Linked DNA regions of Mus musculus: all the other regions are linked to region 1. Evidence: chromatin contacts called from public Hi-C, HiChIP or PLAC-seq and promoter capture Hi-C data. All regions are on one chromosome and are shown on one strand. Each heading gives the region's core, a stretch centred on a gene start, on an enhancer-like site or on the middle of the called end of the contact. The rest is flanking DNA. Distances are from core to core; before and after follow the strand shown.

Region 1 (7,305 bases), core at 3,070-5,569:
TGCTGGTAAGTACATGCAATACCCAAAGAAGCCAGAAGAGGACGCCAGATCCCTTGGAACTGGAGTTACAGATGGTTGTGAGCCACTATATGGGTGCTGGGAATCAAACCCAGACCCTCTGCAAGAGCCCTCAGTACTCTTGATCACTGAGCAATCTTTCCAGCCTTCTCTTTTGTTAATTTTAAGACAGGGTCTTGCTATATAGACCATGATGGTCTCCAACTTGTGACCTTTCTTCCTCAGCCTCCAGAGTTCTGGGATTGCTGTTCTGTGCCACCATAAAACACTAAAATATTATGTTTTGGAAATATGGACCAGCTCCAGGGGCTATAGGGAAAACTGAAATAATCTGACCTGGGTCTAAAACAAAGTGATAGGGTGTGTGGCTATACATCTGCAACCCCAGCCTCGAGGAGGTAGACGTGGGACACAAGGAGTTCAAGAGCAGCTTGGGTCATGTAGACATTTCAGGGTTAGCCTGAGGTACATAAAACCCTAACTCAAAGGAAACAACACACAAATGGTATGTCCGCTTATCTCGGATAAACGTGAAAGTAAATCAGTTAGGCATGGCACACAGGTCTGCACCCTTAGACCTTAGGTAGCTGAGATGGATGGTCAGGAGTTCAAAGCCAGCCTGGCAGACACATGGCAAGACCTTGTCTTAGACCAAACAAAAAGTACACCAAGGATCCAAGAGAGATTAGACCGCAGGCATGCCTGGTGACTTACAGTGACTATGAGGAGTGGGGCTCGTGGGCCTTTGTGTCTTTGCAGTGACTGGGGTGCGGGTGGGGGTCTGAAGAGCACTGTTTTCATGGCCCTCTTTCTCTTCTGCAGACAGGCATGGCCCTGCTCTTCCTGCTGGGGTGTGTCTTCTTCCCACTGTGCTTTGTGGTATTACGCTGGGGGCTGCAGAATCGAACCAGCTTACGGATGGAGAGGCAAGAGGCTGTCTTGGTGGCATCCAAGTAAGATGGGAAGGTGGGGCCAGAGCTGGTGGTGAGTCTAAAGAGCAGCTGGAGTGGACTCAGGATGCAGGACAGTGTGGGTGGGGCCCTGGTAGCTGAGTCTTTTGCAAAGGTGAAGTCACTGAAGTTCAGGTCCCTCATTTGGAAATGGGGACATGTGAGAATCATGTGTCTAAGGGCTGTGGACACCCTTAGGAGGTGCATGGCGATCCCTGGGGAAGCAGAAGGGGTTTGGCTCCAGCCAGGCATCACAGAGAGAGCATGTGAATCCAAGCCAGGGCCTGTAAGCCAGGCAGGCGCTCTCCCACCCAGCTGCATCTCAGGCTTTCCCCAGAGATAGAGCTTTACTTTATGATCCAACCTGGCCTTGGGCAGGGATGTTTGTGCTGACAATTGAACCTTTATTTACTTTTTTAGATTTTTTTTTTTTTTTTGGTTTTTTGAGACAGGGTTTCTCTGTGCAGTCCTAGCTGTCCTGGAACTCACTCTGTACACCAGGCTGGCCTTGAACTCAGAAATCCACCTGCCTCTGCCTCCCAAGTGCTGGGATTAAAGGCGTGTGCCACCACTGCCCGGCTTAGAATTCTTAACATTTATTCGGAGGGGGTGCACATGGCGCGGCTCACATGTGGAGGTCAGAGGACACTTGTGGATGGTTCTCTTCCACGTGTTCAAGGGATTGAACTCAGATTGGCAACAGGCGCCTTTAACGTGCTGAGTCCTCCCACTGGCCTGAAAGTGGTTTTTTGGTTGTTGTTGTTGTTATTTGGTTTAGTTTTTGGTTTTTGGTTTTTTGAGACAGGGTTTTTCTGTAACCCTGGCTGTCCTGGAACTCACTTTGTAGACCAGGCTGGCCTTGAACTCAGAAATCCGCCTGCCTCTGCCTCCCAAGTGCTGGGATTAAAGGTGTGCTCCACCACGCCCGGCTAAGTGGTTGCTTTTTAACCGACAACTCAGACGAGAATTTAAGGAGATACTATCTTCTGCTGGCAACATCATACTGGGGAAAAAATGTATTTGTGGGAGAGGTTGGGCCCTCGGGCTGTTACTATAAAGGTGAACAATGCCGGGGTGGAGCTGGGACTGGGGTGTGCAGAAAGCAGTGCTTCAGGGTTGTTTTTGTTTTTGTTTTTCTTTCTTTTCAATGCTGGGTATGGAGCCCCGAGCCCCTGATGTGCTAGGTAGCTCCTGAGCCCTCAAAGGCAGAATTTACCGAGGAGACTCTGTAAATCCCCAGAAAAGAAAAACGAAAATCAAAAGCACAAACCCGAAACCTGTCTTGTTCTGCTGCAGCCTGTGCTATCCACAGTCAGCTCTGGATCCCCTGACCACGTCTGTGTTCACAGACACGTTCTGATCCATGTCACCGCCCCAGCTTAGAGCCTTGGTGCTTTTGTTCCTTGCTGTTTTGTTTTTGTGTGTGTTATTTTTTGTTTTGTTTTTTAGGTAGGGTCTCTCTCTGTAGCCCAGGTTACATCTTCTAACTTTTGAAAGGTTTTGTATTTTGTTTTATCCCGTTACTCTTAGTGAGCCTCCTGCCTCAGCCTTCTGAGTGCTGGAATTTCAGGCCTGTCCCTTCATCTAGTAGCTCAAGCTAGGCTAAGTGCATCTATTTTTTGACAGGGTCTCCTATGTATTCCTGACTAGCCTGGGATTTTTGCCGGGATTTTGCTGTATAGACCTGGTTGTCCTGGAAGCCCCAGGGCTCTGCCTCCTCTGTCTCCTGTGCACCCCAGGGCTCTGCCTCCTCTGCCTCCTGTCACCACTGTCTTTGGATTTTCCTGAAGTGAAGCAAACATAAGCTTGAAATCCTACTTTACTAATAATGAACATAGCTATGTTATCTTGACACTTTAATAAACCCTCTAAGCCTTGGTTTCTCCTTCCTCAACCCCTAGAAGACTTAAGAAGCATTGACATAAACCATGCTCAGTCTGTAGTAAGACCTGGGAAAGTGGACCTCTTCCCCTGTGGTTTCCAGGTCTACGAAGGTCTCTAATAGTAGCCCCAACTCCTGCGGGTGTCAAGACTTCCCTCAGCCACTCCCACAGACTGCCACTAGAGGGCAGCACAAAATAGCGAATTGGCCCCTTCCTCTAGGGCGCAGAGGGAGTAGGCTGTGGGCTGGAAAGGTCAGTTGTCAGTAGATAAGTAGGCTCATCTCAGGGTCAGTGAGAAACTCAAGCTACAGTGAGGTGTCAGTCCCCATGATATACAAGTCTGAAGGACAGATGGGTTTGGGAAAGGCCAGGCTCTAAGAGGCCATGTGAGAGTGAGCATTAGTAGTTGTGTGCTAGGCCTAAATTACCCTGGCCAAAGCACGGGGCTGCTCTTCCCCTTGGATTAAAGGAGGAAGTTGAGTCAGCCAGCCACCAGGCTCTTCTGTGTAAGCAGGACTGTTCTGAGGAGTGGCCGAGGACAGGGAACCAAGGCAACAAGGAAAAGGGGACTCCAGGAGGCCATTGGCCTGAGGGAGGGGCCCCGGCTTCCATAACTCCACTGGGTTTTCCAGGCAGCAAGCACCCTCTGCTCTTCAAGCCCACCTTCTAACCCTCTCTCCCAGGCGAGCACTTCCTCTGTCGCCCAAGCTGGCTACCAGGAGTGATCCTCCTGCTCCTGGAGTGCCACCAGGTCTACATGACTGCTTCCTGTCTCCCAGTGCCCTGGTGCTAGCCATCAAAGCCATGCTGGAGGGCTCTGACAGCCAGCCATCTCTTCCCACTTAGCTCTGTTCCTGTCACATCTTAACTTTCTGATCTTGGGGAACCTTGGCTCCCACCTCAGGGCTATCCCCTGACCTCTGAAGAGCATAGGAGCATAGATTTCCCCCTGGGCTGTCACAATAGTGAGCCACACTCCTGAGGGAGTGACTCGTTGTGGTGCGAGTCGGAGTGCAAGCGAGGTGACTGATGTAGTTTCCACTCCCTCTGACTGGAGAGGCGGACGGGCGGGGTGGAGGGGGCTGTGGGTCTGAAGGACACCGTGAAATGGCTTGTTCCTATCTGTGCCTTCAGGGAACACACCATCTACTCAGGCTGCTTTCTTCAGGAAATCTTCTTGGCTGGAGTGAGCACCCCTAAGCTGAGATCCCTGCAGGCCACTGAGGGACACCCATTTATGTTTATAAGCACCAGCAGAAGGAAATGCCAGACATTTTTAAAGTGCTGACAGGAAAGGCGGCTCAGTACTCCTGCTAGGTGGAGGTGTCCGGGGGGGGGGGGGGGTTTAAGAGAAGAGCCATCCTTTCCCTAAGCCCTTGTCCCCAGCAGCCCCCTGCACTGCAGCTCCTGTCTCTTTAAGGGCCTCCCCCTCCCTCTTTCCTTGTCCCCCCCCATCTCTGTCGCAGCCGCTGCTGTGGCTCAGAGCTGCATGGGAGACAACGCTGCTGCAGGTCCGGTTTCTTGGTGTCTGGTCGGTGCCATCATTTCCCTCCCCCTCTCCCACCCTCCCCAAGCTGGTGGCTTCCCCTCCCCCTCCCCCTCCTCACAGAGGGGGCAGGGGGCTGGGCACCAACTCTATAATGCCATGTGCGGTGTCTGCACAGGGCAGCGGGGCTCTAGCGGCAGCAGCAGGAGGAGGTGGTAGCCTGTGGTGGCGGGAGAGCGGTGTTGACTGGTGACCGCTTGCCCAGCTGCGCCTCCGCTCCGCTCCGCTCCGTCCTTTCCTCCCTCCCTTTTTTCAGGGCTGGCACCACCGTCCCCCACCCCGCCTCCTTGGGCCCTCCCAGCCTCTCCACGTAAGCCCCCCCCCCACCTGCCGCGGTTCTCCCTCCCCTCCCCCACTGCATCTTCCTCCTCCTGTCCCCTCTCCCTCTTGGTCCTCTCATCAAGTCCTCCCTTGGTAGTCTCTCCCCATCCTCTCACCAGCGCTCTGTCGTCCCCCCCCCCCCCCCGCCACCTAGCTAGCCCTTTCTTTCTGTGTCCCCAATCTCATTGAAGTCCCTTTCTCCCTTGCCCTGAACTGGTCCTCTTGTCCCATCCTGTCCCCGCCCTGGCCCCTTTGTGCCTCCCCCTCCCTCTTTCTCTCTCCCTTTCTGGCTTGGCAATCCCTTCTTCACCTCCAACTCCCTCCCTCAATTTGGCCTTCCTGTCCCTTCTGGACCCTCTGGTCTCCCTGCCCGGGTTCAAGTCACCATGCTTACCCCAATGGTGGCTGGGGGGGTGGTGTTCCCCGGACTCTTCCTCCTATCCAAGAACACGCTCCAGAGGCTGCCCCAGCTGCGCTGGGAGGAGGCCGACGCAGTCATTGTCTCCGCCAGGTAAATGGCATGCCTTCCCCGAGAGTTCAGCCCCTCTCTCTCCAACAGGCTTCATGGGGAAGGGACCCCAGCACGCCCCTGGGCTCAGTAGTGGTGGGTAGGTTACATCCAAGCTTCCTTCCCTCCTTGGACCTCATTGAAACCCAGCCATCTGGACTACTATTGAGCTTGAGCTTGCTTCCCTTAGCACCTTCCTATCCTCCCTCTAAAGCAGGGCAGCATGTGACTAAACAGTCCCACAAGACACCCAGGAGCAAGCCAAGGGGCAAGACTGTGTTTTTCAGGGCTAGTGTTTGGGGGTCAAGGTGTAGAAAAGTAGACAGTGAAACTTGTATATCTCTAGAATAGGGCCGCCAGGAAGAGGGCCATGGTAAGAATCAGGAAAATAGTGGGAAAGTGTGTGTGTGGGGGGGGGGGGGGCTGGGGTCACTGGGGCCAGTGACTCTAAGTATGAGCCTCATGGTGTCTGGGTGCAGGGACAACTGGGACTCCCTTAGCCCTCATGGGTCCCTTCCCTCCCTCCCCAGGGAGAGAGAGCTCACTGTTAGGCACTGGCTCACCTCAGGACGCCTCCCTGGTGTCCTGGGAAGAAGATGATTCCACTGGCACAAACTAGGAATGAAGAAGGCTGGGAGAGGCGGGAACTGAGGATGGAAGCTAAGCGCAGCTTGGCTGAAAGTGATGGTGGGAAAGCCTGGCTTAGGTGGAGGCTGATGTGGAATCCTGAGGGGTAGGGTTTCCACAACACAGAGACGGGAGACGCACACCTGATTGTCACTCCTTCCTCTGTCTTCCTAGGTTGGTGTCCTCTGTCCAAGCCATCATGGCCTCCACAGCTGGCTACATAGTCTCCACTTCCTGCAAGCACATCATAGATGACCAGTGAGTGCCTCAGGACCACCCCGCCCAGGTCCCAGCGGTCTGTATGTGGGACCTGGGATCCCCCAGATCTGTAGTGGTCCCTAAACTCGGGATCAAGAAAGTTCATGTGATTGCTGCAACTCAATACCAAGGATAAATTTATCCTGTCCTGTCTTAAAGGTCAGGAGCAAGGAAGCAGGGGTAGGAGATCAAAGGAAATCCTCAGAGCAGTTCCTGGTCAGCTTCCTGGCTCTTGTCTTAGGTTCTGAACGCCAGCCATGTCTTCTCCAACTCTTGCATCGCTCCTACTCTGTTCCTATCCAGCCCCTTACTGTCTCCTCACCATGTCGGCTCACCCCTCCACTCCTTCTGGAATCCATGACGAGCCTCAGCACGGGTCCAGGGCAGAAGAGAAAGGGATGACACAGCAAGGCCACAGAGGGTCAGGCCGTGGGGGTTGGGGGTGAAGAGGCCAAAAATTGGCACTAGCAGCTACTGCAGTATTTGGTGCTGCCAAAAAGGCCCAGGCCTGAGCAGTGGCTCCGAGGAGGGTGAAGGGGACACGGGCCCTGTCCGTGGTGCTGATCTGCACTTTTTTTTTTCCCCTGCTCACCGTGGGCAAATTTGCTGTGAGCCCAGGATGCCCTTCCTCAACTCATGACTTCTGGCTCTAATGCCCTTCTGTAGTGTCCTTTGGGCCTCAGGGGACATCATCTGGGTGACCCTGGTCTCCATCCACCTTCTGGTGTATGTTTGTCTCTTCTTTTCCTATGGGAGAATTCTCTCCTCCTAGGACTTATAGTGAGATCACACTCCTCCCCAGAACAGCTCTGCAGGGAGGAGCTGAGTGTGTTAAGTGCCTAGAACAATTCTTGGCTCCATCGTATTGAGGCTCACCTCTTAGGATCCTTTGCCATGTGACTTCCCCTTGCTCTCTCCCAACCACTTCCCCAGCTAAAGGGTCCCAGAGAAGCTTGGTGCCGGACACCTCCTTCTCACCTATTCTTAGCTAGAGGTCACCTTTTGGCTCTTGCATTCCCAACCTCAAGTCCGTTCTTGGCCTTGTTCCACCTTTAATCCTTAGGTAGGTGGGAGGATCAGGGTTAATCCAGGGGCAACAGCTGTCCTTCCTTCTGAGCACCTAACTGCTGAGAGAGCAGGCATGGAATCTAACCCCTCACTTGTCAACCAAGGGCTGAGTCCCTTCTAGTTCTT
Region 2 (6,807 bases), core at 1,062-3,561, 440 kb after region 1:
GCGTCCAATCTGCCCCGCAGGCCCAGATATCTTTCTGCTTCTCAGGTTAGATGTGGCTTTCTGTCTGAACTCTTTTATCACCTAACTCCAGTCTTATCAACCTGGATTTGCCTCTTGCCCTACCTTCCACAGTTCCATCTTCTACATCATGCCTATGATGGGCCAGATACTTAGGGCATACAGAGAACAAAAACAGATACAAAAATCCTCCCTCTTTCTTGGGAAAGATAATTCTGAATTCTCCCAGATTTTAACTTGCCCCTTCTCTCACTATTAAAAAAAAAAACAAACCAGATTTATTTATTCTGCAGACATATGTAAGCACGTGTTTGCATGTATACTATGCATATGCAGGAACCTTTAAGGCTAGAAAAGAGTGTCAGATCCCCTGAAACTGGAGTTATGGGACGTTGTGACCTGGCACAGGGGTGCTGGGAACTGACTCAGCTCTTCTGCAAGAGCAGGAAGTGCTCATCAGCACTGAGACATCTCAGCAGCCCCTGCACTACCTTTGTAAAGGAAGTTCTCTGTCTGGCAGGCCACCCTTTTAAATTCCTTATTTCAGCCTTACACAGAGGTAAAATGCCGGTGACAACTGTTCACCACCCCCGTCCCCATATACCTTCTTTTTTCCTTTGAGACAGGGTCTCTCTGTGTACCCCTGGCTGTCATAAAACTCATGCTGTAAAGCAGGCTGGCCTCAAAGTTACATATTCACCTGCCTGCCTTCTGAATACTGGATTAAAAACGTGCACCACCACAGCCCTGCTGACAACTGTTCTTCTTAGACCTAGGTCTGCCTCACTGTTTCTACATTTCACTCTCCCTGGAAACTGTCCCCAGCACCCACCAGGGCTGGGACTCGTCTGTCATCTCTGTATCCCTAGCAGCAGCACAGAATACAGCAGTAAGGAAAATAAAACCAACCACAGTTTTTGAGGCTAAAATACATTGTTTCCCCAACCCCAAACAGCCTCTTCCAGGAAGACTCCATCTACTCACAAGAGTTCTGCCAGCTCGCCCACTTCTCCCACCAAGGCTAGCAGCAGGTTCCGAGGCTGGTGGAACTGCTCCCAGTCCCGCTCAGCTGCAAACTCTGCATGGAGGCGTCGGCTGGAATAAAGTAAAGGGGTGGAGGTTCAAGTCTCAGGGTTAGAGGACAAGACGCAGGTGCCTGGCATACATCTAGAAAGGGCATGGGACTCTGAATCCTACAGTCAAACATCTTGGATGTCCTTATGTTACTAACTTTTAACAAGACTTTTTAAAAAAGATTTATTTACCTATTTTATGTTTGTGAGTACACTGACACTCTTCTCAGACACGCCAGAAGAGGGCATCAGATCCCATTACAGATGGTTGTGAGCCACCATGTATGTGGTTGCTGGGAACTGAACTCATGAACTCAGGACCTCTGGAAGAGCAGTCAGTGCTCTTTAACCACTGAGCCATCTCTCCAGCCCTAACAAGCCTTTCATTGGGGTTGGGGGTGGTGTTCAAGACAGGGTTTCTCTGTGTAGCCCTGGCTGTTCTGGAACTCACTCTGTAGACCAGGCTGGCCTCAAACTCAGAAATCCACCTGCCTCTGCCTCCCAAATGCTGGGACTAAAGGTGTTCGCCACCACTGCCCGGCTAAGACTTTCTTATCATCTGGAAATGAACGTGCCCCTGTACAGATTTTAACCTCAAGCCAAATTAAGCAACACCCTTTATTATTCCATTTTCCTACTGCTACTTCTTCCGGTACTCCACCTTAACGCCCCTATCTCCACACATCTAGGTCTAACTAACTCACAGGATGCAGTTTTGAGACACTGCCCACTGGGGCCTTCCTTGACATTCTGCAAGAAAAAAGAATTCTACACTTCAGCTTCCCCTGTCCAACTACCCATCTCTCCTGGGGTGCAGAGGTTCTAACAGACCTCTGTTATCTCTCCAAGGTTGTATTAAAGGTTGGTACTTAACATGCCCGGGGGCGTCACCCAATTTCCCCGGCCTCAGGTGTGCACTGTGCACATAATGTTTATTTAGCTAGGTTCTCCAGAGGTCAGCCAGGAGGACCCGGATGGCCTCGGACGTGTTGTTCTTCTGGACCACGTGGAGGGACCCTCCTCATTACCACAAAAAGGTTAGTTTCTCCATCCGAGGACGGACAAGGACTGCTTACATGTCCTCAAGCGTGGGCTCCGGACTGAATCTGAACGGGCGGGCAGCAGCAGAGTCTTCTTGTCCCACAGTACCGCGCTCACCGTCACCAGCCGTGGACATTCCGCCCACTAGTCCAACCCGCGCGGGAGCGGACCCCGCGCCGCGCTCGGAGCCGCCTCCAGAGTTCTGACCAATCACGGCTTCTCAGTGCGTTCCCGGGGCGGAGCCGGAGGAGGACCCAGTCATATACGTGAATTTTAGCTACGGCCCGCCCCTTCTCCGGCCTGAACCAATCTGAAGGGAGTTTCAAGTGTATTTTCTCCTTCTGTGCCCTCGAGTTCTTCCGCCCAGGCGAAACTTCTTAAAGGGACAGGTACAAATTCAATCTGGGAAAGACAGTAGAACAGAAAGCCTAATGCGACGTGACTTGCTTAATGGGCGCCAGATGGCGCCAAAGTGAAATGGCAGGCGCGGAGGAGGCGGGTCCACTGAGAGCAAAAACCCTACAAGTGAAGGACCCAGCATGTGCGTGGTCATTTCACGTGGACGGCCTTCACACAATTTGAAAGAGATTGATGAGAAAAACTGCATACTTCCAGAGAGGGGGAGGACCCAGTCTTTGTAACCCATTTCAGCGTCCTACACCAGTGGATTCCAATGATTGCAAGCAATCCTACAGGGAGAGGAAGGCATACCTCCTCTTCGCGTTTACGTGACACTGACATTTGTAGCAGGTAGATAGGGTATGACCTCTTTCCCATGGGTCACTATCACAGCCTTACACAATGCACAAGAGGACACCAAGCTCGTTTACACTGGCTAGGTTTTGAAGCCTGTTTTCTTTTAAAAGACTTGTTTTTATTCTCTCTCTCTCTCTCTCTCTCAATCTCTCTCTCTCCCTCTCTCTCTCTCTCTCCATATTTACATGTATGTCTTTGGACCCCTTGTGTGCCCGTGCCCAGGACAGCCAGAAGAAGATGTCGGATCCAGGATTAGAACTGTGGTTCTCTGCAAGAGCAACAAGTGGTCTTATCCTTAGAGCCATCTTTCCAGACCCGTAAGATTTTTTTTTCTCCTTAAGAACCTTAAGAATTACAAAGAAAATTATGTATATGCGTGTGTCCAGGTATGTGCATTGGGTGTGTGCACATGAGTTGTTAGCAAAGGTCAGAGATGTAGAATCCCCTGGAACTAGAGTTATCAGTGGTTATGAAGTACCAAACCCTGATCCCTCTATAAGAGGAGCAAAGTTGTTTGTGATAGGCTTTCACTGTATAGTCTTGGCTATCCTGGAACTCACTCTGTAGACCAGGCTGGCCTCAAACTCACAGAGCTCCACCTGCCTCTGTCTCCTGAGTGCTAGGATTAACGTGTGTGCCACCATCACCAGGCAGGTAACAAAGGTTTTCAACTGCTCAGCTATCAGCACTGCACACCCTTTCTCAATTTTTTGTTTGTTTGTTTGTTTCGAGACAGGGTTTCTCTGTGTAGCCCTGGCTGTCCTGGAACTCACTCTGTAGACCAGGCTGGCCTCAAACTCAGAAATCCACCTGCCTCTGCCTCACAAGTGCTGGGATTAAAGGCATGAGCCACCTCCGTCCAGCTTCCCTTTTTCATTTTTAAAGGTTCCAGGATGGAACCCAGAGACTTGAGCATGATAGGCAAGTTCTGTACCCAGCCCATGGAGCTATCCAATCTCTTCAGAATTTTCAATCTGAAAAATCACAGAGTCAGTCATTGACCATGACAGGAATGGAGTTACCCAAGAAGAGGGGTTGTTTTGTTGGTTCGGTTGGTTTGAGTTTTTGAGGCAGTCTATCACCTTATAACCCTGGAACTCATTACGTAGCTTAGGGTACTGTCAAACTCATGCCAATCCCCCTGCATCGCCTTCTAAGCACTGAAATTATAGACATGAGGCATGGACGGGTGCCAGCTGTTTGTGTGTAACCCAGCTGTACAGCTGTTTGTTTTTGTACCTCAGTCATAGTCACTCTGTCTGTTCTCCGCTTTAGAAAGGGCTTGCATTCTTGTAGAAATGAAAGAAAAAAAGAAAGTGGAAGAAAGAGTCAGATTCTAGACACTAAGATCAGAGAGGAGGCTGGGTGTAGCTTAGTGGTAGAGGTTTGCATGCAAGGGAGCATTGGCTCAAACTCTAGCACCAAATTCATAAATAAAACCCAATGGTGTAGTGATTTCCTGCTAAGTACAGATAGATTCCTCTGGCAAGCTAGTGCATTTATCTAAAGAGACAGACATGAAGGCCATCACAGTTTTCTTTGTGATATCGGCAGAAGCGAGGGCAGTTCAGAGGCGCCGGTGTGTTACAGGCTGCTTACACAATGGACATTGTCAGCAGTTCACACGGAGTACAAGCAGCAGACACAATTCTGAACTGGTTTAAACAAGGCAAGGGGATCTGAAGCAAGTGTGGTGCATGCTTGTAACCCTTATCATCTGGGAGGCTGAGACAGGAGGATCAGAAGTTCAAGGTGAGTTTCAGCTGTACTGAGAAAACTTAAGGCCAGCCTGGGCTACTTGAGACCCTGTCTCAGCAACACAAACCAAAAAAGGAGACCACTTTACTAAGTAAATGCAATTTGTTTCAGGGGCACAGGAATGACTGCTGGGTAAGATGAGCCTGGGGAATGGACTGGGTTGTGGCAGCCAGACTCAGCACCTCACATATCTAACCGTGGCAACCTTTAGGAGTAGGTAATGTTATGGTCATGCCCACTTTACAGAGAAGGAAACTGAGAAAGTAAGGCACTTAAACAACTGTTAAGTTAGTAGTGCCAGACTTCAGACAGTTTGGTTTTGAAGGCTGTGTTATACCTGCGCAGTGAGGAAGCATGGCAGTGGAGGGCCTGCTTAGGCCTTGGACTTGATCCTCCACACTGCCTCCCAACCAAAACTAAAAACACTGTGAAAAGATTGGGCTGGGCATGGCGGGCCCCGCCTTTAGTCCCAGCACTTAAGAGGTAGAGGCAGGTGAGTATTCTTTAATTTGAGGCTAACCTGGTCTAAATAGTGAGTTCAGACTAGTTATGTAATAACTTGTCTAAAAAGGAAAGGTTGGGGCCAGAGAGATGGCTCAGCAGTTAAGAGAACTGACTGTTCTTCCAGGGGTCCTGCGCTCAATTCCCAGCACTCACATGGTGACTCACAACCATCAGTAATGGGATCTGATGCCCTCTTCTGGTGTCTGAAGACAGTGTACTCAAATACATAAAAAAAGAAAAAAAAAAAAAAAAAAGGAAAGGTGATTGGTTAGTTGGGTTAGCAGGGTATGAGATTGGTTAGTTGGGTTAGCAGGGTATGATAACCGCAACAGGCCCCCAGACCTTAGCACAGCTGATGCCTTGGTGGAAGCATCATTCAGGCTGAAGAACTCATCAGGTAGAAAGTACCGCCTGCCAAACTGAAACCACTCCATAGTTCAGGGAAAGTCTCTAAATGTACTAACCCTTCTCTCTCCTCTCTCCTCCTCTCTCCTCCTCCTCTCCTCTCCCCCCCTCCTTCTCTCCTTCTCCCCTCCTCTCCCCTCTCCCCTCTCCCCTCTCCCCTCTCCCCTCTCCCCTCTCCCCTCTCCCCTCTCCCCTCTCTTTTCTCCTCTCTCCTCTCTCTCTTTCTCTCTCTCTCTCTTTGGTTTTTCAAGACAGGGTTTCTCTGTGTAGCCCTGGCTGTCCTGGAACTCACTCTGTAGACCAGGCTGGCCTCGAACTCAGAGATCTGCTTGCCTCTGCTTCCCTGAATGCTGGGATTAAAGGCGTGCGATACCACTACCCAGACCCCAAAAAAAAAAAAAAAAAAATCAGGGGGCTGGAGAGATGGCTCAGCAGTTAAGAGCACTGACTGCTCTTCTAAAGGTCCTGAGTTCAATTCCCAGCAACCACATGAAATAAATCTTTTTTTTTTTTTTTTAAATCAGAGTTTTGTTTGCATGTCTGTGTATCACTCACGTGCCTGGTGCCCACCTGGGTTCCATGGGATGATCAAGTGATACTGATGGATGGGTTTAGGCTTCTCAGCAGGAGGGGTCAGTTCTGAATGAACAGTAGCAGCTTTGCAGAGGCACTTTTTACCGATTCTTACACAAACGGCAGTTTAGCAAGGCAATTCCTGCATACCAAAATATCTTATCAGACCTAGGAGTTGTCTTAAGGAACCATTACCTAAGCAAACGCAGTCATTTTAAGAATCGCAGATTTTCCAGGAGTGTCTTATGACTGAAGTTCTGAAATTCCCAAGTAAGAGCAACCCTATACATTCCAGAAAACAATCACTGATATTTACAAGAGATCACTTCAAGGCTAAGTGGCCATCACTTCAGAGTAAACCCCAGGTGCAATGGCTTTTCAATGCTGCATCCACAGAGGCCAGCAAAGGGCATCAGATCCCCTGGAACTGGAGTTACAGGCAGTTGTGAGCTGCCACATGGGTGCTGAGAAGTGAACTCAGGTCCTCTGGAAGAGCAGCCAGTGATCTTACTCATTAAGCCAGTCTTTTTTTATTTCCAGGTGACACTGTTCCCTCTCATCTGCAGCCATCACGTGTGTGTCCTGCCTGTCCCCAAGGCAGACTTGGGTGCTGCCTTATTGCCAACCTTTGACTCTGCCGAAGTTAAGTAGAGGACCCACACAGAGGAGCCACTTTTCT
Region 3 (7,151 bases), core at 401-2,900, 340 kb after region 1:
GCCTACTGGCGATCAAGGTCTTCCTGTGCAGCATGGGCAACCAAGCTTGTGTACTGAAGGGAAAACACAGGCCTTGTTATCTGACGTGAACAGCAGCCCAGGGAGTTACCTGTCCTTGGGCAAATGGGATTAGCCTTTACAGTCCCCATGTGCAATGTTTAGAACAAAGAAAGTGAAAAAATATATATATAGGGTATGGTGGGATATATTTGTAATCCAGCATTAAGAGACTGAGATAGGAGGATCAAGAGTTTGAGGCCAGCCTGGTAGATTCAGGGAAGCCTGGGTTACAAAGTGAGACAAAAAAAGGGGGGGGGGCAAACTACCCATCAGATAGAAAAGATAGGTAGACCAGATATTCAAACAATAAAACAGTAGAAAACAAGCTAAAGAATGAGAGGCTCTTGTGAGTAGACATTTCTCAAAAGGACGCAGGTATGTGGGCTCATGCAACCAAAGTCACAAAACATCTGGGAGCACTGGTGTTGCTCATAATCTCAGTTCTGGGGAGCTGACTGCAGGGGAGTCCCTGGGGCTCACTCAACAGCCAGGTCCAGGGCCTAGTGAGAGACCCCGTCTAACACAAGGTTGATCTTTGCCTCCACTTACGTGCATATACATACCTGCACACAGACACACACACATATACAAAAAAATAAAACCTTTTAAAATATGGAATTAGAAGCTGGGTGTAATGGTGCATGCCTTCTATCCCAGCAATTCCGGGAGGTAGAGGCAGGAGGATCTCTGTGAGTTTGAGGCCAGCATGGTCTACACAGAAAGTATGTAACACAGAAAAGGATGTAACACAGAAAAACCCTATCTCAAAAAAATAAAGAAACTAGCAAAGAAAACCAGGAGTTAGGTTTGGTGGCTTGTATGTTTAATCCTATCACCCAAGAGGCTGAGGCAGGAAACCCACAGGTTTGAGGCCAGCCTGGGCTATAAATTGAGACCCTGTGCTTCAAAAAGCAAAGCTAACAGCAACAAGAAGTGCTTGAGAGGAGGAGGAGAAGGGAACACTCAGACATTCTTGGTGAGAATGCAAATTAGTATAACCATTATGGAAAACAGTACAAAGGTTCCTCAAAATGCTAGAAACCGGGCTGGGAAGTAGCTCCATGGCAGACAATGTGCATCACATGAGAGGGTTTAATCCCTAGAGAAAAAGAGAAGTATCGTTTGAAAGGTCTTGGGATATCATAACGCTGAAATGATATGAAATGAGAGTCAGGCACAGCGGCACACACCTGCAACCCCAGCACTGGAGAAGAAGGGGGGGGGGCGTTCAAAGCCAGCCTGGCCTAGCTTACATGGAAAGTTCCAGTACAGTCATGAAAGAGCCATCACCTAGGCAATTCTCAGTCACCCCACACTTCCTGGCTTGTCAGGCATGTCCCCAGACTAAGTTATGCAAAGGCTCTGAGAATAGTTCAAAAGAACAACCTTATAAAGTCCCAGATGATAATTACCAACGAAAGGCTACTTCAAAGCTTACACGCGCCATCACTCCAGATTCATGTGAGATACGAGAAACCACGTGTGACATTGTCCAAAACCAAAACCACGAAAAGCAAACAGAACCATTTGATCCAGCAATCCAGCTACTGGGTAAATGGACAGGGAGGGAAGCCTGTGTCCAAGAGCTATCTGCACTGTCACATTGTCACAACTGTCACAGACGAAGGGGTTTGCCTTCTCCAAATGCCTAGCAGCCTTGGGGCCTGGTTAGTTTTGTATCAACTTGACACAGGCTAGAGTTTTCTGGAAAAAGGAACCTCAATTGAGAAAATACCTCCTTTAGACTGTAGGCATATCTGTGACAGGATTTTAGAATTCTCGTATTGCACATGAATCTGGAGTGATGGCGCGTGTAAGCTTTGAAGTAGCCTTTTGTTGGTAATTATCATCTGGGACTTTATAAGGTTGTTCTTTTGAACTATTCTCAGAGCCTTTGCATAACTTAGTCTAGGGGCATGCCTGACAAACCAGGAAGTGTGGAGTGACTGAGAATTGCTTAGGTGGCGGGTCTTTCAAGACAACCGGGAGATCAGATAAGAAGTTTTGGTATGTGGAAATTGACTTGATAAGGTGCCTTTTAGGTAACAATAAAGAGCATCTAGGGAGCTGTCAGTGTTCAGTCCTTGCTAGGCTGATCCCCCTGCTGCAGAGAATTTCATCTCTTTTATTCTGTCCATCCTCCCAGTAGGGCACTTTCTTGATTAAAGATTGTTCTGGAATGGCCCATCCTCCTGTGGGTGGTGCTACCCCTGAACAAGGGAGACTGGGTTCCAGAAGAAAGCAGACTGAGCAAGCTATGCAGAGCAAGCCAGTAAGCAGCAGCCATCTCCCTGCTTCCCCCCACCCCCCAACCTCTACTCCAGTTCCTGCCTTGAGTTCCTGCCCTGACTTCCCTCAGGGTAGACTGCATGAAATGATCCTTTTCCTTCCCACGATGTTTTTAGTCATGCTGTTTATCACAGCAATAGAACAACCAGGATTTGACCCAGCTCTGCCTATTGGCTTGTTGCTGGGCATTTGTCTGTATACTGAGGCTCTTGGAATTCTATTTTCCAGTTGCTAATATTCCACAACAGAAAAACTGATCTATGAAGTTTCTGTTTCTGTAAAATACCACTGCTGTGGTGGTGGTGCGTGTCTGTGATCCCAGCCCTGGAGAGGCAGAGGCAGGTAGATCTCTGTGGGTTTAAAATTGTTCTGGTAAAAAAATAAATAAAATAAAATAAAATTGTCCTGGTCTACATAGCAAGTTCCAGGGTGGGGAGGGCTACATAGTGAGACCCTGTTTCAAACAAAAAATAAACTCACAAAGCATTTTTCCTGGTTGAGTTTGGCATCCAGGGTCCCTGCAGCCAGCCATCATGAGCTGCCCCTGAGCAGGCAGTAAGGGTCTCCATATCAGGACTCAGAGGGCTCAGTGCTCCAGGTCAGAGCCCAGGGCCTTTATTTCACCTTGGGATCCTGTGTAATGCTTGGGGAATGAGGCCAGGGGAGGACGAACCTCGAGCCTCGAGGACAGGCAGCATCCTTTAGGTATCTTTCCCTGGTAGGATCTCCTTCTCAGGGAAGGGAAAGGCAGGGGCCTCTGCTGGCCTGTCAGGGTCAGGGCTGGAAAACCCGTAGGTTCTATGATTTGGGATTTCATCATTTCTTTTTCCCTTAAGTTTCTGGTTGCTTTCACTGATTCTCTCTGTGCATGTGTGTGTGTGTGTGTGTGTGTGTGTGCATCAGATCCCATTATAGATGGTTCTAATTCTGAGCATATGTGCATGAGTGTATGCATGTGTGTATAAGTATGTGTATGTTTTTCTGGTTGCTTAATTAATTCTGTGTGTGTGTGTGTCTTGTACATCTGTGTGTCTGTATGTTTGTATCTCTCTCTCTCTCTCTCTCTCTCTCTCTCTCTCTCTCTCTCTCTCTCTGTGTGTGTGTGTGTGTGTGTGTGTGTGTGTGTGTGAAGGCAGAAAAGGGCATAAGATCTCTGGGAGCTCGAGTGATAGGCAGTTGTGCGGCACTTGGTGTGGTGCTAAGACTGAACTTGGTCCCATGTTTTTTTGGGGTTTTTTTTTGTTTTTGGTTTTTCGAGACAGGGTTTCTCTGTATAGCCCTGGCTGTCCTGGAACTCACTTTGTAGACCAGGCTGGCCTCGAACTCAGAAATCCGCCTGCCTCTGCCTCCCGAGTGTTGGGATTAAAGGCGTGCGCCACCACGCCCGGCGGTCCCATGTTTTAAACACCAAGCCATCTCTCGAGCCTCCAGGCTCAGTTTTGCTTACTTGGTTCTGGGGATGGAACTCATATGCTTGTGCATCTAGCAACTTAGCAACCAAGCCATCTCCTCCAAATTTTTTTTCAAGATTTATTCATTTATACATGTTAGTGCTGTATTTGCATCTATGCCTGCAGGACAGAAGAGGGCATCAGATCCCAGTATAGAGGGTTGTGAGCCATCATGTGGTTGCTGGGAATTGAACTTAGGTCCTCTGGAAAAGCAGCCAGTCCTCTTAAATGATGAATCATCTTTCCAGCTCCCACACTCCACCCCATGTCCCCTTTTTCTTTTTTATAAAACTTCCTTTTTTTTTTTCTTTTTCTGACTTTATTGTCAGAACCAACCACATTCTTAATACCATCATCACTTTGAGCTGTCTTGTGTTGTGGATTTGGTCTAATGCTACCTGTGTTAATTTGGTCACCAAAACTACAGGAGAATCTGCACATCTGCACATAAGATACTGAGGGACCCTGCCCGCAGTTGGTTTTGATTGGTAAATAAAGTTTCCAGCAGCCAGTGACTGGGCAGGGAGACAGAGGTGGGACTTTAGGACTCTCAGGCAAGGGACCGAGGGAGGAGGAAGAGGGTATCTGCCGTGCTGGGAAAGGAGTAGCTACCATGCCTGAGAAGGTGGGACGGACAGACAGCCGACATGTAAGAGCTGAGGAAGGCAGGACAGACAGCCAACATGTAAGAGCTGAGGAAGAGAGGCCCCAGGGAGGCCCCAACTGGGCTGAGGGCAACTATGATGGAATGTAGATTTTAGTAAGTAATAACTCAGGAATATAATATTAGAGGGCAGGTGTTAGCCATGTGGAGGCTTGGGAGTGGCTCAGCCATTAAGCTGTTTAAGTCATATTAAAATATAAGGCTGTGTGTGTGCCAGAACATTGGGGAACTCGTAGCTGTCACTGGGTCAATTAGAGAAGAGATTAATTGGAATTGGCAACTTCAATGCTCTTGTGTATCACACTCTTACTTACATGCATCGAAACTCATACTGGGAGCCAGAGAGATAATTTAACAGAGAAGAAAATGCACTGCTTTGCAGTGGACCTGCCTTAGGGTTTCCATTGCTGTGAAGAGCAAGGACCATGACCAAGGTATCTCTTATAAAGGACAACATTTAATTGGGGACCGGCTTACAGTTTCAGAGGTTCAGTCCATTATCATCATGGCAGGAAGCATGGCAATATGCAGGCAGATGTAGAAGAGTGGAGAGTTCTACATCTAGACCTGAAGGCAGCCAGAAGGATTCTTTTTCAGGTTGCCAGGGAGAGGCTCCTCAAATCATCATATTCCATTCCTGGCCCCCATAGGCTTGTTCAAGCACATGAGACTATAGGGGCCATACCCAGCCATAGCATAATGCAAAATACATTTAGTCCAACTTCAAAAGTCTTCATAGTCTATCACAGTCTCAACAATGTTTAAAAGTTCAAGTTCAAAGTCTCTTCCGGGATTCATGCCATCTCTTAACTATAAGCCCTTATAAAATCAAAACCAAAATCAAAAGGCAGATTGTATACTTTCAATACCACAACAATACATTACCATTCCAAAATGACATAGTGAAAAAATACTGAACCAAACTAAGACCAAAAAACAGGTGGGCAAACTCTAAACTCTGCACCTCCATATCTGATGTCCAACCCCTATCAGCTGTGTTGACTTCAACACATTCTTTCTCTTGATCTGTTTCCACTCCCTGTTAGCAGCTTTCCTCAGCAGGCATCCCATGATTCTGCTCTCTCTAACATATTGGAGTCTCCAAGGCAACTTCAACTTCACAGCTTCTTGTTCCAATAGCTAGAATCTGCACATGATCTTCTGGGCCCCTTCAAATAGCCTCGGTCACATTTCCAGCTCTGCCTTCTGTAGCTCTCTAGACTCTGGTTGACTCCACTCCACTGCTGCTGATATTCTTGGTGATCAACCCATGGTACTGGTATCCTCAATATGGTGGGGTCTTCTGTTGCAACCAGGCTTTACCAATAGCATCTTATAGATGCCAAGCCTCAATTTTTTTTTTATGAGACCCCTTCGGTCTTGGAGCGTCAGCTGCAACTGAGGCTGCAACTTAACCAAAGGACTTTCCTAGCCTCTCACAGTGCCAGGCCTCAGCTGCTCTCCATGATGCCTTCAAACCCAGTACCACCTGATTCTTACATGTTATCAAGTTTGGCTGCCATCATGATGTCAGTCTCTGGAACACAGCTTCTTTGTGCTCTCAGAAAGCACCTTCCAGAAGATTTCACCTCCATGACGCTGTCGCTTCTTAATCGCTGCTAATTTCTTAGCTAATTTCTTTTTTTTTTTTTTTTTTTTTTTTTTTTTTTTTTGGTTTTTCGAAACAGGGATTAAAAGCGTGCACCACCACGCCCGGCACTTAGCTAATTTCTAAGCAGCATCAATTGTCCAAGGAAACTCCTTTCTATTCTTGACTTTAAAGCCAGAGCTATAAGGCTGAGGCTGCTGAATTCTGCTGCTTGCTGGGGCTGGAACATGGCCCCCTTGTTCTATTACATCATCACCAGCTTTCTGTTTTCCATGCTCTTCTTTACTGCCTAAGTTTGGCAGTTGTAGACCTTGCTCTGTAGACCAGGCTGACCTTGAACTCTGTATGTCTCTGTCTCCTGAGTTCTGGGATTAAAGGTGTGTATCAACATGCCTGGACTCTAGCTTTTCATTATCTAGAGTTTGCTCTATACCAGGCTGGACTTGAACTCAGAGATTTGCTTGCCTCTGTCTCCTAGAATTAAAGGCGTTGTGATGGTTTGTATATGCTTGGACCAGGGAATGGAACTATTAGAAGGTGTGGCCTTGTTGGAGTAGGTGTGTCACTGTAGGTGTGGCCTTTAATACCCTAGTCCTAGCTGCCTGGAAGTCAGTCTTCTTTTAGCAGCCTTCAGATGAAGATGATGAAGATGTAGAACTCTCATCTCCTCTTGCACCATGCCTGCTTGGATGTTCCCGCCTTGATGATAATGGCCTGAACCTCTGAACCTGTAAGCTAGCCCCTATTAAATGTTGTCCTTATAAGAGTTGCCTTGGTCATGGTATCTGTTCACAGCAGTAAAACCCTAATTAAGACAGAAGTGTACCACCATGCCTGGGTCTAAGATTTTCTTTACCTTTTCACAAGATCTTTAATAAGTTCTAGATTGTAGTTCATTCCAGATATAGTAAAAGTTGACAACTGAGAATAGCGGTCACAATCCATTCATTGTCAATAATTGTATCTCCTTCTGTTCAAATGAAAGGAATAACCAGGTCATAGTAATGCCTAACATGATATAACTCTCTCTGGTTCAACTGCAAACACATTAAATGATAAGCTTAGCCGGGTGGGATCT
Region 4 (6,636 bases), core at 1,089-3,588, 470 kb after region 1:
AGCTTTTCTCATATATGTTCATGAAGTTGTACAGTCATCTCTACCATTTCAACCCAGAACATGAATCATTAAAAAACTTGAACTCCTCAGCAGCCGTGCTCTCCTCCTGCTCCTCGGCAGTCACTCATCCACGCTTCATCTCTTCAGGCTTACCTGTCTGGGGGCTGGGGACGCAATTCAGTGATAGACAACTGAAATACAAGCCTGAGGCACTACATTTGATTCCAACAACACACACACAAAAATTTACTTATTCTGGACATGTCACTCAAATGAAATTCCACATCTGAACCTTTGCACCTGGTTGCTACCCGCCCACCCCCACCCCGGTCTGTTTTCAGGGTCTGTCTGCACTGTAGCTTGCCTTAGGTGCACCTCATGCCCGTCTCCATCCCCAATTGCAGGCCTTACAGGCTGCCGTGCTCTTTCTATAATAACTAATGTTGTTGAGCATTCCTTCATGTTTTTGTCAGCCATTTCTATTTCATGGTTAAAGAAATGAGCTGGGCAGGTAGCTTAGTGGGAGAGTGCTCGTTTAAAACATAAATGGCTGGGCGTGATGCCACATGCCTTTAATCCCAGAACTCTGGAGGCAGAGGCAAAGAGATGTTCATGAGTTCGAGGCCAGCCTTGTATATAGCGTGAGTTCTAGGACAGCCAGGAGTACGTACAGAAACTTTGTCTCAAAACAAAATGAAAAAAAAACCCAACCAAACAAAAACCCAACAAAACAACAACACCCCGCCCCCCATAAATAATATGAACTGAGGGGCAAAGCTTTGCAATAGAATGCATCAGTTTGATCCCTGCACTAGGAAAATTATTGTTATTTTTGATTTTGAAAAATATATTTATTTATAAAACTTTGAATATTTAAAAATTACTATGTGTGTACGACGGGGAGCAGGGAACACATGTGAAGGGCAGAAGACAACCTTGACCTTTATGTGGGCTCTTTGGGTGGAGCTAACACCTCAAATTCTTTTTTTATTTCTTTTCTTAAAAAAAAAAAAACATCCCATGGGCCCAGTGATTTTTTTTTTTAAGAAAAGAAATAAAAAAAGAATCCCTCAAAAGTTGTCTTTTTAAAGTTGTTATCGAGTTGTCTTTGTGTCCTGAGTTCTTTTTCTTTTTTTTTTTTGTTTTTTGTTTTTTGTTTTTTTGAGACAGGTTTCTCTGTATAGCCCTGGCTGTCCTGGAACTCACTTTGTTGACCAGGCTGGCCTCGAACTCAGAAATCCGCCTGCCTCTGCCTCCTGAGTGCTGGGATTAAAGGTGTGCGCCACCACGCCTGGCTTCTTTTTCTTTTTTTTTTTTTTTAAGAAACAAAATTAGGGGCTGGTGAGATGGCTCAGTGGGTAAGAGCACCCAACTGTTCTTCCGAAGGTCCAGAGTTCAAATCCCAGCAACCACATGGTGGCTCACAACCATCTGTAACAAGATCTGACTCCCTCTTCTGGAGTGTCTGAAGACAGCTACAGTGTACTTACATATAATAAATAAATAAATCTTTAAAAAAAAAAAAAAAAAAGAAACAAAATTAACCAAATGGTAGTAGTGCATGCATACCAGTAATCCCAGAGGTAAGCAGATCTCAGATCTCTGAGTTCAAGACTAGCCTGGTCTACAGAGTAAGTTCCAGGGTGGCCAGGGCTACGCAGAGAAACCCTGTCTTGGGAAAAAAAAATGTGAAAAAAAGAAAAGGAGGAGGAGGAGGAGGAGAAGGAGAAGGGAAGGAAGGGAAAAGGAGAGGAGAGGAGAGGAGAGGAGAGGAGAGGAGAGGAGAGGAGAGGAGAGGGAGAGGAGAGGAGAGGAGAGGAGAGGAGAGGAAGAAAAGAGAAGAGAAGAGAAGAGAAGAGAAGAGAAGAGAAGAGAAGAGAAGAAAAGAAAAGAAAAGAAAAGAAAAGAAAAGAAAAGAAAAGAAAAGAAAAAAGAAATTAGCTCTGAAGCCTGCAGCTCTGTGGCTTGCTCCAGGCTCTCTTTTCTGCATGCATCCTTTTGTCACCCACAATCTTCCTGTGTGGTTCAAGCAGGGACGGTTTAGGGATGCTTCCTGAGCAACCCTCTATCTGGCTTGTTTGTTTGTTTGTTTGTTGTTTTAGATAATATAATTACAGCACTTCTCCCCTCCCCCCCCCTTACCCCTCCCTCCCCCGAGTCTACTCCCTACTCCCTTCTATCAGGCTTTGAAGAATCTTCCGGGGCCTGGTGTGAGAGCGGAGGTTGCCTAGCTGAAGTGGCAGTAATTTAACCGCCTTGCTGTCTGCTCTTGGATGATGTGAAAATGCAAGTAGGCACAGGAAATGTATCTAACCTGCTTATACTTCCTCTCTGAACAGAGAGGTTTCACAACCCGGACAGGAGCGCACCCCCTCCTTCCACCCCCACCCAGTGTCATCAGCCTGGCAGCCCTGAGAAAGTTCCACTGGAAGGGGCCCCATGCAAGAGAAGCCACCATTTCCCTCTTCCTCCCGGGTCTAGGTTGCCAGCAAATCTCAAGAGCTCTCTGAGATCGAGTCCGGACCCACAGGTCCCTCCTAAGCGCAGATGAGTTTCCGGATTGCGGGCCCCAGACTTTTGCTACTGGGACTCCAGCTGTTTGGTAGGAAATCCAGGAGGGAGGGGAAAGGGACGTTGTCTGTGACAGGGGAAACCAGAAGGCTCTGTAGAGCCAAAGAAGATGAGGAGCCACTCCAGGGGATGGACGGTATAGGTGATGTGGGACCCAGGAATCCCGGAGAGAGAAGAGGGAACCTACACAAACTTGAAGCATGATATCGAAGGGCGTGGAAGGAAGAGCGGGTGGGAGGTGGAGTGAGCCTTCACGTGTTTAGGTAGATGGTTGGAAGGACTCAGGATGGGAGAAGGCTGGGTTAGGTTTCTACTCCACCTCCTTTGTATTATGTCTGCTTGGGAGTTTTGGGCACCTGAAGGGAGGTGAAGAGGGTACCCTCATCTCTGATATCCAGGACACAAGGTGCTATAAGTCTTTCTGTAAGGAAAGTTGGACCAGAAAAGGACAGTTTAGAGGCTGCAGAGGGCACTCTAGCTGCCTAAGATGGGGGAGGGGCGGTGTTGGATTTTAAAAGGTCGGGAGATACCTATGTCTGGTGGGTAGAGTTGGGAAACTTAAGTCACCTGCTGGGTTCTGGGTATGGTGACTCCATGAGGCTGGTCACTTCTCAGGTGCTGGGATGCAAGGTGCCCAGAGAAGCGCAGTCAGTGTGGCAGCCATGGGGCCTCAGGGCAGACTCTTCCCAGTCCCTGCCTGGGAACTTGGTCATTCTATGCCTGGAGGCCCCCTCCCTGGCTTCTTTCTCATGGGCCTCCGCCTTCTTACCCTTCCTTCTTTCCCAATAGGTCCAAGGGGAAGTTGAGTCCTCTGGGTCTGGGAGGAGTTACCCTGGGAGACAGACTGTGTAGTCTCCTAGTCTCTAGTCCAGGCCTCAGAGGGAAAGTCCTGGCGCCACCAGTCTGTGCTTGGGTGTAGGCAGCCTCAGAGCATGAGTGGGTTTGGAGGAACAGGCCTCAGAGGCAGCACTAGTCTGTGTCTGTGTGTCTGTGTGTGTGGGGGGGGTCTGTGTGTGTGGGGTGTGTGTGTGTGGGGGTGTGTGTGTGGTCTGTGTGTGTGTGGGGTGTGTGTGTGTGGGGGGGGGGGTCCAGATAGGGAGCAGCTGACTGCTTTGCTCCCCGCAGCCAAGGCCTGGAGCTACAACCTGGACACACGGCCTACGCAGAGCTTCTTGGCACAAGCTGGAAGACATTTTGGGTACCAGGTCTTGCAGATTGAAGATGGGTGAGCTATTATTCTTTCAACTACCCTCCAGCAGCAGGGTATGCAGGGCCCCACATCTGCCCAGGGGTAGGGGTGGGGACTGTCCCATGTCAGGGGTTGGCCTCTCTTCTGCGAGTGTCTGCTAGGTGGAATCTTTGAAACAGGAGCAAGGCTCTCTCTAGTACCATAGAGTGAGGGTGATGGGTCCTAAGCCACACGAGTGTCTGAGGACCATCTCCTCTCTGCTTCCCAATTCAAAGACTAGCTAAGCACATAGTAGGACAGGCTTGTCCTAAGCTAAGCACATAGTAGGACAGGCTTGGGCATTGATGGCTTTGTTGTTGTTGGTGGTGCTGCTGTTTGAATACCAGGTCTATGTGTGTTAGGCAGGCTCTCCATAGAGCTACATCAGGGTTTGTGTTCTTTGGTTGGAGACAGGGCCTCTGTAGATCAGTTTTTCTACATTTGCTGTAGCTGAGCAGAGCCTTGAACTTCTGACCCCCTATCCTCTACTTCTGAGGTGCTGGGATCACAAGCAGATGCCACCAGACCTGGTTTCTTTTTTATTTTCTTTTTGAGACAGGGTCTTATTAAATTCCCACAGCTAGCTTGGGGCTACTGTCCTCCTGCCTCTGGCTGTCTCTGAATAGCAGAGGTGACAGGCCTATGTCACCACACCTAGTCACAAATAGCTTTTGAATTGATGACTAAATGAAGGTGCCCACCTAGCAGACACTCTTTGGGCCTTGAATTTTTCTAGTATGCAAATGAAATGAAGCTTTAACGTCTAGAATTATGTTATTTGGCTATTAGGAAATAGGGGCTACTCCAGAGCTCGCCTGGAGAGTAAGAGGTGTATTGCCGCGGCAGCAAGTTTTAAGCATACAGTTGTTATTGTTATTGAGCTGCGTGTGTATGTGAATGCTGTAGTGATTGGGCTGTGTGTGTACGTGAATGTTCTCGTGCACATGTGGAAGTTAGGACAGCCTGCTGGAGTCAGGTCTCTCCTTCTACCTCTTAGGAGAGCAAATCTGACTCCGTTTCTCAAGCTTGTTAAGCACTTTTGCCCTCTAAGCTACAATAAGCCTAGCATCACTTTGAAGTGCTTGTTAAGATACATGGCCCCGCGATAGATATGGGTCTATTCTTCTACAAGCAGACATCCAATTAGACCAGCACCGTTTGTTAAAGATGCTTTCTTTTTTCCATTGTATGGTTTTGGACCTTAGTGGGAGAAGATTCACTTAGGCCTACAACAACTGGATAGCCCAGGGTGGGGTGGTACCCAAAGGGGGTCTTCCCCTTCTCTGAGGATAAAGGGAGGGGTTAATGGGGAATGGGACTTGTAAAGATGAGACTGGGAGGAGAGGAGGGAGGGGGAGGGGGTGAAATTGGGATATAAAATGAATTAAAAAAAAAAGATACATAGCCAGGTGGTGGTGGTGTACACCTTTAATTCCAGCACTTGGGAGGCAGAAGATGGCAGATCTCTGAGTTTGAAGCCAGCCTGGGCTACAGAGTGAGTTTCAGGGCAGCCAGGGCTACATAGAGAAACCCGGTCTCAGGGGAAAAAAGAAAAAAACCTTAATGGATTGTGGGACACAATTTTAATCCCAGCACTTGGAAAGGAGAAGGAAGTCGGATCTTTCTGTGAGTTTGAGGCTAGCCTGGTCTACATAGCAAGTTCTAGGACAGCTAAGGCTACCTATATAGTGAGACCATGTCTCAAAGAAAGGGGGAAAAGAAAGAAAAGAAGGAATGGGTAGGAAATAAGAAAAGAGGAACTAGGTGGGCAAAGTCCTGGGCAGGTTCATCTCAAGTGAGATTTTTCCATCAGGGTTGTCGTGGGAGCCCCAGGTGAGGGGGACAACACGGGAGGCCTCTATCACTGCCGAACAAGCAGCGAGTTCTGCCAGCCAGTCAGCCTACATGGTGAGTATGGAGGGAAGGTGAGGGGACGTGCCCTCCCAGGAAACCTGAGGCTGACCCCAACGCGCCTGACTACCTAAGTCCTTCCATCCTGCCTTTCCTGTGCCTACAGGTTCTAACCATACCTCCAAGTACTTGGGAATGACGCTGGCAACAGATGCCGCCAAGGGAAGCCTTTTGGTAAGAATTTTGTATGATGGCATCAGAGCCCGTGGAGCTGAACTACACAGATGAACTACACAGTACCACACTGTGTAGAGATGTTGGAAAGGGGTGGGAGGAGGAGCCAGATGTTGGGGTATATTGACCTGCAATCCCAGCACGGGGATAGCTGAGACAGCCTGGACTGCACAGTTACAAACCAGCCTGGGCTGTATAATGAGACCCTGTCTCAGAAATAAAAAATCTGACGAATTGTTAGTAGCGTCCAAGAGTTGACTGAACTGCTGCTTACTAAGAATGGACAAGTCTATAGTCTTTTCTCACATAGTCTGGACATACATAGCTGAGGTTGTCCTTGAACTCTTGATGTCGCTGCCTCTAACTGAGCTGTATACAGGCTGCTTACGCTTATTTTTAATTTTATAATAGTTGCTTTTTTTTCTCCCCCTGAGACAAGGTTTCTCTGTGTAGCCCTGGCTATCCTGGAACACTCTCTCTGTAGCCCAGGCTGGCCTCAGACTCAGAGATTCACCTGCTTCAGCCTCCCCAGTGCTGGGATCACAGGCATGTACGTGCCTCTAAGCCTCATGGGATGCCTCTAAGCCTCATGGGATGCAGTGCTTAATTGCCACTTCTTTACTTATCTACTGTCACAGATCAGGCATTGTGCTGGATTCCATGGGGCAAGGCCGTAAGAGACAAAGATGTACAAAGGACAAAAGCCCTGTCTATAAATATGCTGCCTGACAGAACAGAATAGTCATAAATGC

What was found. Promoter capture Hi-C pulls out the DNA fragments that hold promoters and counts their contacts. A called contact is a pair of places that touch in the nucleus more often than the background predicts. HiChIP or PLAC-seq counts read pairs in DNA pulled down with a chosen protein or histone mark.
Region 2: an H3K27ac HiChIP or PLAC-seq map of microglia shows a contact between it and region 1, with 5 times the contacts expected there. The contact joins the promoter of Dctpp1 here to the promoter of Tlcd3b in region 1. A contact is called at or near these places in 11 of 39 promoter capture datasets (the C10 cell line, embryonic stem cells, fetal liver and 7 more) and 3 of 115 datasets of contacts at active chromatin or transcription factors (bone marrow-derived macrophages, embryonic midbrain and microglia).
Region 3: a contact with region 1 is called in a Hi-C map of bone marrow-derived macrophages, with 17 read pairs. The contact joins the enhancer-like site here to the promoter of Tlcd3b in region 1. A contact is called at or near these places in 20 of 39 promoter capture datasets (3T3-L1-derived adipocytes, the C10 cell line, the HPC-7 cell line and 12 more), 9 of 484 Hi-C or Micro-C datasets (CD4 T cells, CD8 T cells, LSK cells and 6 more), 9 of 115 datasets of contacts at active chromatin or transcription factors (the 230-238 cell line, bone marrow-derived macrophages, craniofacial prominence and 4 more) and 5 of 9 other capture datasets (adipose tissue, embryonic stem cells, liver and 2 more).
Region 4: a contact with region 1 is called in a promoter capture Hi-C map of liver. The contact joins the promoter of Itgal here to the promoter of Tlcd3b in region 1. A contact is called at or near these places in 13 of 39 promoter capture datasets (the C10 cell line, cranial neural crest, embryonic stem cells and 7 more), 1 of 484 Hi-C or Micro-C datasets (liver) and 1 of 9 other capture datasets (adipose tissue).

The regions. Positions count from the first base shown.
Region 1 is chr7:126,818,984-126,826,288 of GRCm38.p6, forward strand. It overlaps Tlcd3b (TLC domain containing 3B), which reads left to right and starts at 4,320. Exons shown (of 5, transcript NM_029978.1): 1 at 4,320-5,229; 2 at 6,028-6,111. The coding sequence starts at 5,105.
Region 2 is chr7:127,258,356-127,265,162 of GRCm38.p6, forward strand. Dctpp1 (dCTP pyrophosphatase 1) reads right to left here and starts at 2,312. Exons shown (of 3, transcript NM_023203.1): 1 at 2,168-2,312; 2 at 1,003-1,113. The coding sequence starts at 2,268.
Region 3 is chr7:127,164,686-127,171,836 of GRCm38.p6, forward strand. No RefSeq gene overlaps it. Among named protein-coding and RNA genes, the nearest start is that of Cd2bp2, 28 kb to the right of the region's middle. Within about 2 kb of position 1,651, at least 24 of the 459 cell types and tissues checked have an H3K27ac peak or open chromatin away from gene starts, as enhancers often do. A contact at or near this core is called in the HPC-7 cell line, bone marrow-derived macrophages and trophoblast stem cells, where this site is marked.
Region 4 is chr7:127,293,922-127,300,557 of GRCm38.p6, forward strand. Itgal (integrin alpha L) reads left to right here and starts at 2,339. Exons shown (of 31, transcript NM_001253872.1): 1 at 2,339-2,602; 2 at 3,697-3,796; 3 at 5,613-5,707; 4 at 5,817-5,884. The coding sequence starts at 2,548.